3 separate regions of the Macaca mulatta genome follow, and all the other regions are linked to region 1. Evidence: chromatin contacts called from public Hi-C data. All regions are on one chromosome and are shown on one strand. Each heading gives the region's core, a stretch centred on a gene start, on an enhancer-like site or on the middle of the called end of the contact. The rest is flanking DNA. Distances are from core to core; before and after follow the strand shown.

Region 1 (2,775 bases), core at 200-2,699:
TTGGAAAAACTCTTCACTTCTTCTCTGCTGGAAAATTTCTACCCATTCTTCAAGGTCCAGATCACATTTCAACTTCTCTAAGAAGCTTATTTAATCAGACTAAGTCAGTCACTCCCACTTCTTTGTTTCAACAGCACCACCATTTACTTCTAGAGCAGTTAAAATACTGAATTATGACTATTATTTTGGATGTCTGTCTCCATGTACTAGAATACAACTTCAACAAAAAATAACATTATTCATATCAAAATCCCTGCCACCTAGAACATAATGGCACTCAATAATATGCACTGTACAATAAATAAATGAATGAGTACCAAACCCTCAACAAATATTTCTTGAATGGATTGCTGAATGAAGGAAATGAATTATCTCAATAAATATTTGTTGAATGGATTGCTGAATGAAGGAAATAAATTACCTTCATTCATTCTCACAAAGGGTAAGTAAGTTTCTCAAGAATATATACATTCTAATTTAAATAGTACTTACATTTAACTCTATCAATAGCCAAGTTTTCAAATTCTATTAAAGATATGTTTTCAGACGGTGGCTGCAAGTAAAACTGAAGGCAATGAGGGTAGGAAGCATTCCTCTGGTCACCTGCCAATCTCGGCATCCTCCACTTTTTTTTGGAAAACTCCATCTTGGTCACCTTAGAAGGAAGCATATAAAAAGCATAAAATTATGGAAAATAAAGTTGGAAAAAGAAAACACGAAAAAATAATTACACAAACAGAAAAAAAAAAATGGACTTGAAGGCATGCACAAAATGTTAGCAGTGGCAATTCCTGGGTGATGTCCTTCTCTCTTTTCCAGATTTTCTACAATACACCTATAATAATTTTGTAATGGGGGTGGGAGAGGCGCTAGAGCAGACGCAGGTGGTGATCCTAATTTTCAGCAACATGAAAGTCAGGTGATGTTGCCTGCTCATTACAGGCCTGTGTGTCACTGCTCCTGGATCTTTACGATCCCAAGAGTTAATATAAGGTTTTACGTGGTCTGCAATCCTGAACTTAGAGGAGAGTGCTGTAGGTTCTGGCTAAATGAGGGTCTCACTTGATGGACTGGGTCCAGTTACTCACTTTCTCTGTTATGACTCTGGGAAACAGAACAACTGTCTTTCGGAACTCCTTTTCGGGAACATCCACAAGTGCCTTATAAAAGTTCCATCCCCAACACCTCTGCCCACTCCACTAGCAAACCTATCTGCCCCCAACTCCTCCCTGGTACCTGAGTGTCTGCCCCAACCAATCAACCAATACCCACTACTCTCAACCCGCCAAGTTTGTCCTTCTGCTCCTGCTGCCTGCAAAGTGATCCGTCTCTCCTTTCTGTCGACTTGCAAGCCTCAACAACAGAATTGCTCTCTGTCCTAAATTCGCGGGAGTTTCCCTTACCTGCAAGAATTCAAACTCGGGGAAACACAAACGCTGACAGCTACCGCTCCCGGGTGGCGGGAGAGTTCATATGAAACCGGAAGCGGAAGCGATTAGCACGGAAGGCCCGCCCTCCCCCACCTCCCCTCGGCCGCTTGGAGGGGGTTGTGCCTGGGGCTCTGGGCATGCTCAGTGAAGCGCGTCTGGGAGCTCAAGGCGTTTCACGGACTTTGGCAGCTTTAAAATGTTTGGATGTCAATGTTTTGGGGATTTCTTTTTTCCAAATTTTAAGATGCATTTCCCGTACGTGGAGTAGGTAGCTTTTAACGGTTGAAACTGGGGTGCTGAATGCTAGTGGAGAAAACTCCCATACGCCGAAAATTGAACCAATGTAAGTTCGTTTGGGGACACTAACAAATATTCCGTATATTGAGGAGAATATGGCGCTTTAACCCGCAGAGCTGGCACTCATCACTTTCAATCTGGGGAGGAATGAGGAAAAAAAGCATTAGGATCCTTTTTGCACCTAGCTCACTATTAAGGGCTCTTTTTTCCCCTCGTTTAATCTTTCAGCGACGTTTAAGGTCCTATACGGTCGTATTACCCCCATTTGGCAGATGAGGAAACAAGTTACAAGATCATCATTAGCTACATACAATACATAGTTTGAATTTCGGATTGGGCGGCAAGATCCTACTGGCAGGTTCCACGTTCAGTTCCCTCCCCGCTCCCCGGCAATGCCTCGCACAGAGTAAGCGCGCGGCTGAATTATCTGTGGAATGAACTAGAATGAATGAAAGAATGAACATTCGCAGAAATCGCTCTGCAGTCTACAGGAATTAGAAGAACCCAGCCTCGGAGGGAAGATAGGGTGGAAGAAGTGGAAGCACTGTAGATAACGCGGACGTGCCGCTTGCTTTCCAGATGTCTTACTGCAGACTCACAAGCGGTGCCACCGTCAGAGCCACCACACCAGTTCTGTCTGTAAGATTTTCGAGAACTAGAAATTAACTTCACTCGTGGCCTCTAGGAGGCGTGCCTTGCTTACAAATGTGCTGGAATGAGGCTCCGGTATAGGTAGTCGTTAGGCGATCAACTGAATGTTTTGAAATGTTCATGTTCTTAGAAATGCAAAGTACATTGAAACAGTCTCAAGCTTCAGAGCATCTACCCAGCCTGGACTAAACTGTGGCTGGCACTGACTTTATACCAGGACCTGTTCTAAGTGGTTTACATATCAACTCATTTTATTCTCACAACCATTTAAGATAGGCTATTCCCCCCCGCCCCCCCGCCCCGACACACCACCACTACCCGAGACAGAGTCTTGTTCTGTGGCCCACCCTGGAGTGCAGTGGAGCGATCTCGGCTCACTACAACCTCTGCCTCCCGG
Region 2 (2,775 bases), core at 97-2,596, 390 kb after region 1:
CAGTCAGAACAGATGCCAGCTGAAGGTCCAATACTTTGTAGTTTCTAGATCCTGGGGGAGGATCAGGAACTCTAGGGAGGGTGTGTGCAACAAGAGGACACTCAGGGGTCTTAGGGCTTCTACCCCTTATGGCTGCCCAGGTCCTGCTCTGCTTGAACTAATCACCTAGTGTCCTATGGCTCTTGTGTACCTGGCTTTGAGGATTTGATTCATGGATCCTCTCATGTCTGTGCTGATGTATGAGCTCTTGCCTGTACATACTCATGACGCTCAGCCAACTTGTTTTACTTCCTCCCTATCACATATCTGTCATCTCAACTAGTCTGAACTATCTGAACCATCTAAACTATCTGCCATCTTCCCATCTGCCTTATGGCTTAGCCTGCCTGAGTCATGATAGGGTTGGCTTCAGTGCAGGAAATTCTCAGAGCAACAGTGTTGGGATTACGTTGTACTTGAAGACAAAGATATTACTGGAGAATAGTTTGCTGGGGATGCTATTGATATAGCTACCGTTTTAAGATTAGTTTAACCACTCATTTTTCCCTTGCGTAAAGTGTTAGCAGTTCAGTTTGCATATACATTTAGGTCTTTATTCTGTCTTCGTGTCCTCTCCTGTGTCTTGAGTGGTTTCTGATATACTGCCTGATACATTGACTTTTGTCTCCAAAGACTGATTTTGTAGTGGTATTGAAAGTCACTTAAGGATGCCCTTGAAATAGACTCAGGACTTTGCTGTGACTTATTGCACATTAGCACGTGTTTTTTTCCTTTCTTTTTTTCATCTTGTTTCTTACCTTTTTTTCTATCCCTATCTTCACTCTCCACCCCCGTATTTTGTGCTGCACACTCAGTGGACTGCACAGCCTCATCTATCTCCGTTAACTTTCCTTCCTGTGCTCTTTTTGTGGACCGCTTTCTTTTCTCATCATGCCCCTCTAGGCTGTCTTCTTATGATTAGTGTTCCTGGCCTTTGCTTAGTGTGAACATTTACCACTTCAGAAATCTTGCTGTTTGGGCGCTATGTGGCTTCTTAGAATTTGCAGTTGGGAAGTTGTAAATGTGCCATAAAACATGCTTTTTTATTTTATATTTCCTAGCTGCTTGTCTTGAGAAGGATGTTATCTTAGAAATACATATATTTAATCCAAGACTCTTTTTATTTGTAGACATGGTCACTAGTGATAATGTCTGTGAGTAGTATCTTAGAAAAGGCTGCATGCAAACAGATTGTGCTCACATTTAAAGACTCATCTATAAAATCCCTTGGTCTATAATTATGAAGGCTGGGTTATGATTTGCTGGTGGCACAGCTATTTATAGAGTCTGTCATTGCGCATGACTGTCTGTGCCCAGGGCTGTGGGCCCGTCGCTGAGAGGAGCTGAGCTCTGGCTGCCGCAAGAGCAGATTGCACTGACTGCTGCTCCTGTTTCTCAGTCAGCCTTCCTCATTTGCCCTCCTTAGCTTTGAATGGAGCTTTTTTCTCTCTAGAACTCTTGTCTATTCCTGCTTTTTCATATGGTTACTGTTACCTGTTTCTGATGTGTATATTGCCCAGTGTTTTGCTGTTACTCTCATTTTTTGTATTGATGAATTTCCTGTCCTCTAGAAGCTCTGTGTTGCTGAATCTTTCTTGTCATTGAATGTTAAATATGGTTCATAAGTTATTGATGGCATTGTTTAGGAAATCAGACTGTTTGTTTCAGGTCAGCTTCCTAGGAAAATAGACTTTGAGATGGAGACTCTATGCAGGAGATTTACTGGGGAGTGCCCTCGGGAAAAACACCCTAAGATAGTGAGGGCCAGGGAGAAGTTGAATTATGTTGCATATGCAGATGGCCCTAAGATCCCACAGGAAGTGTCAGAGTTGTCCCTAGTTGAAACTATCACTAGCCCTTCCCTGTCGAACAGCATTGGCCTGGGGGATGGCATGTGAAAGCTAGCTCTTAGGCTGGAGGGCAATTCCCAGCTAAAAGCCATGCTGCCACCCTCTCAGCAACTGGCTCAAGGAATGGGGGAAAATGTGGGGGATGCTCCACATTATCCAGACTTGTCATAGTTTTGAATGTAGTGCAATTTCTACCCTCCTTTAGTTTTAACATAGATGCAATGTTGGTTCCATACTTAATATGGGTGCATTGTTTGTTCCATATTTAATATGGATGCATTGTTGGTTCCATAAATATGCCTGAAAGCCAAGCATATTTATTTTCTTTTTATGGTTCATTTTGGTACAAAACATGAAGTTGATGAATTCAGTCTAAGAAAAAATAGAGTGTAGGCCAATTTCAACAGAATAAACCCTGCCTTACTGAACAGCCACTCTTCATAAAAATCTGCTGTCACTCACTGGCTGATGAGTTTATCCCTAAAAACCAAAGCAGGAGATGGGAAGGATAAAGGATTGAAATCTATTGTACCAAAAGCAGTAGGGTTGATAAAATTTGTGCAGACTTTTGCCTGGTATTTGCAGTCTAAATATAAAGAAAATCATCAGATTAGAAAAATAATCCAACTGCATCATCTATGTGTTTGATGAAATAACATAACAGATGCTGTTTGATCTGCCTAGAAACTACAAACAGATGGAGTAGACATGGCTGCCAGAGGGAAATTAGGCTGACCTTATATTTCACAGACTAGGTTGTTGACTGAGAGTACAGATTAGCAGACCAAAACATCAAGTCAAAATTATTTTTCAGTCTATGTTAGAAACAGAGTGCTCAAGGCCCTATAGGATGCTATAGAGCAGGGGTTGACAACATTTTTTCTGT
Region 3 (2,775 bases), core at 99-2,598, 350 kb after region 1:
AAACAAAACGTATCTGTTGTTTTCCATGTTTATGAATCTGGCACTAAGAGACTGCATTAAGCAATGCCTTTTTAGGTTTAATACTTACACACGGTAATGTGTTACTGGCCTTAAGGACATCAATGATTAAGCTTTTACGCAGAGCTGTACGGTTTTGTATAGTTGGAAAACAACATGATTTTGAGATCACTACAAGCAAATAAAACTTTTATTCCTCCCAATTATTTACCTGCTTTTCAAAATTTTATAAATTTTTATGATACAATTTCTTCAGTCTATTAGGTATTCCAAAAAAGAGGCTAATATAGTCGTTATAAGAAACTCCACAAATGCAGTCAAGTGTTACCTTTTCACTATAATTAAAGTTTTCTTATGCGAGTAAATGAAACAAACAATCCAGCCCCACACAGGGAAAGCCAGCATTGCCTTGGGGGCAGCAGAACGCGGCACAGCACCGCCCGCCAAGGCCGCAAGATGCCGCAGACTGACTGCTGCAGCAGTCGCTTCCTGGCCAGCTGGCCGTGGCCGTCCGCAGAAAGGCACACTGCAGCGCTCTTGCCATACCTTCCGCGCTGGCATTGCATCAGTGTTAAATCCCCTGGCCACCAACTGCCATATACTTTTTGCTGGTTATGAAGAAACGTGGGGAGGGGACAAAAGGGAGACAGTGTGCCTGCAAGTGTGAGAGATCACTATTGCCTCACACTCCCTAAAAAATTTCTCCCCCAAATATTTATAAGCCAAGTCCCAACTTACTTCATCTGTCAGGTCCCTAAATCTGAAATCCCCTCGCCCTTCAAATGCACTAAATGAGTCAGGGTTTTTAGGGCAAACCCAGGGATACAAGAAGATCGAAAGTGCCTAATTCTTAGCTGCCAAATAAGTACCAAGTTTGGGGTGGAAGAGTTCACCTCTGCAGACCAGAGCGTACTACCCCCGGAGCGCTCCTAGTTTAGAGAGGCTTGGAGAGGAGAGGGCCTCCCGTTCCTGGAGTATCCCAATTCCCAGGGAAGGCCCTTCCCAGCGCTCGCGCTTCAGCGTGCGAGGAACCCCCACAAGCAATAGCTCACCCGACTGCATCCTTCAAAGCCCCAACCTCGGGGCGGGGCGCAGGGAGGTGGGAGGTGAGGGGTAGCACCGCCGGGAGGCTCCTGTCAGCGCCTCACGGTTTTCCCCCTGGCTCCTTGGCGCCCCCTGACGATGGGCTCCGCAGCAATTTGGCCAAGGGAGGCTGGATAGGCGGAAGCGCCGGGTGTCCGGGACGCTAGAGGCTCCCGGTCAATGCACCTGAGGACGGCGCGGACTGGCGGGCGGCCCCGCGGGAGGGCGCTGGGCTCTCAGGCCCGGGCGCAGCCCGCGGCCGCCGCCGAAACCGCCGCAGCCATGTCCGCGCGCCCGCGCTGCCGCAGCCCGGCTGTGATGTCATCAGCCGAGCCCCCGCCGCGGCGCCCCATTCCCGCCCCCAGCAGGCTGCCGCGGCTGCAGCCCGGGCGCCGCGTCCCCGCCCCGACCCACGTGCGCCCGGCTTCTGGGATGCTGAGGTCGGCTGCGGCCGCAGGACGATGCGCGGAGCCCGGGCGGTCGCGGCGGCGGCGCTGCTCCTCCCCACTCGCCGCGTCCCCGGCGGGGCTGCGCCCGGGGGCTGCGCACGGACGGGGGCGGGGGCGCCTGGGGAGGGAGGGGAGAGGATCCCAGTCGCCGAGTCGCAGCCTAGTCGCTGTCTGCTGAGTCATGGCAAGCGCTCCCCGCAGCCCTGGATCACTCGCGTAGCGCGGCTGGCGCGGGGTGCGCAGCCATTGGGCTGGGCGCGGGGCCGCGAGCGCCGGGCATGACGCGCTGAGCCGCGCTCACCCGTGCCCGCCGTCCCGGCGTGCGCCCCGCGCGGGTGCCTGTGCCGCCGCCCTCCAGCCCCGCCGTCGAGTCGCCCCCGCGTCGCCCGCACCATGATCGCCGCGGCTTTCCTCGTCTTGCTGAGACCCTACAGCATCCAATGTGCCCTCTTCCTCTTGTTGCTTCTGCTGGGCACCATCGCCACCATCGTCTTCTTCTGCTGCTGGCACCGCAAGCTCCAGAAAGGGAGGCATCCGATGAAATCGGTCTTCTCGGGTCGTTCGAGAAGCCGAGGTAAGACACGCCGCGACGGGTTTCTGCGGCTACCAGGAACATTTAAGCCGATTTGGAGAGTGAAGCGCGGCTCCCTCAGTTCTCCTCGGCTGCCCCTAGCCCCATCATTGCCCACTCCCCAGGCTGAGTACGTTTCTTTATTTAACGCCCCTTGCCCTTTTTGCCCTCACCTCCGCCCTCCAGTCTCCCAGGTTTGAATAACCACGGCGATGCAGAGGGCAGGGAGGGGAGAAACGAACTCAAATTTTCAGTCAGTTTGCTAAAGCGTTAAGGGTAATTTGAGCGTAGTCCGGGGCTGCGGCAGCCTTGCCTTCACCCGTCCTTCGCTGGAGCGTAGGGGTAAGAAAGTAAGGCATGGAAAGTTCGGGACTCCCCAACTCCCCCAGAACTTTCATGCAAACTTCTCGCGGAGAAATCACCTAGAGACCGATGGCCCCAGGACTCCTCCTCCCTCCCCCAGGATGTCCCACCGAATTCCAGTCGTCTGAGATATGCTTTCCCGACCCTGGTCTCTCAGGTAAGTCATGAATCACTTACGTGAAGAACAAGGAGTTAAATGAAGTCTCATTTCTCTTTTCTCCCCAGATGCTGTTTTGAGATCGCACCACTTTCGTTCTGAGGTAATTTATTTAGCGCCCACGCTCAAGGTCA

The links. A called contact is a pair of places that touch in the nucleus more often than the background predicts.
Region 2: a contact with region 1 is called in a Hi-C map of fetal cortex germinal zone, with 4 times the contacts expected there. The contact joins the enhancer-like site here to the promoter of PRIM2 in region 1. A contact is called at or near these places in 7 of 14 Hi-C or Micro-C datasets (CD4 T cells, blood, cortical neurons and 4 more).
Region 3: a Hi-C map of fetal cortex germinal zone shows a contact between it and region 1, with 2.1 times the contacts expected there. The contact joins the promoter of BEND6 here to the promoter of PRIM2 in region 1. A contact is called at or near these places in 2 of 14 Hi-C or Micro-C datasets (fetal cortex germinal zone and fetal cortical plate).

The regions. Positions count from the first base shown.
Region 1 is chr4:124,990,916-124,993,690 of T2T-MMU8v2.0, forward strand. It overlaps PRIM2 (DNA primase subunit 2), which reads right to left and starts at 1,450. Exons shown (of 14, transcript NM_001266600.1): 1 at 1,404-1,450; 2 at 493-655. The coding sequence starts at 646.
Region 2 is chr4:125,384,450-125,387,224 of T2T-MMU8v2.0, forward strand. The region is part of intron 2 of DST (dystonin); the gene reads left to right. It also overlaps a transcript of BAG2 not described here. Among named protein-coding and RNA genes, the nearest start is that of DST, 41 kb to the left of the region's middle. Within about 2 kb of position 1,347, at least 17 of the 40 cell types and tissues checked have an H3K27ac peak or open chromatin away from gene starts, as enhancers often do. A contact at or near this core is called in cortical neurons, fetal cortex germinal zone and fetal cortical plate, where this site is marked.
Region 3 is chr4:125,342,866-125,345,640 of T2T-MMU8v2.0, forward strand. BEND6 (BEN domain containing 6) reads right to left here and starts at 1,349. Exons shown (of 7, transcript NM_001257859.2): 1 at 1,071-1,349. It overlaps DST (dystonin), which reads left to right and starts at 1,694. Exons shown (of 103, transcript XM_077999802.1): 1 at 1,694-2,124; 2 at 2,710-2,744. The coding sequence starts at 1,944. It also overlaps a transcript of BAG2 not described here.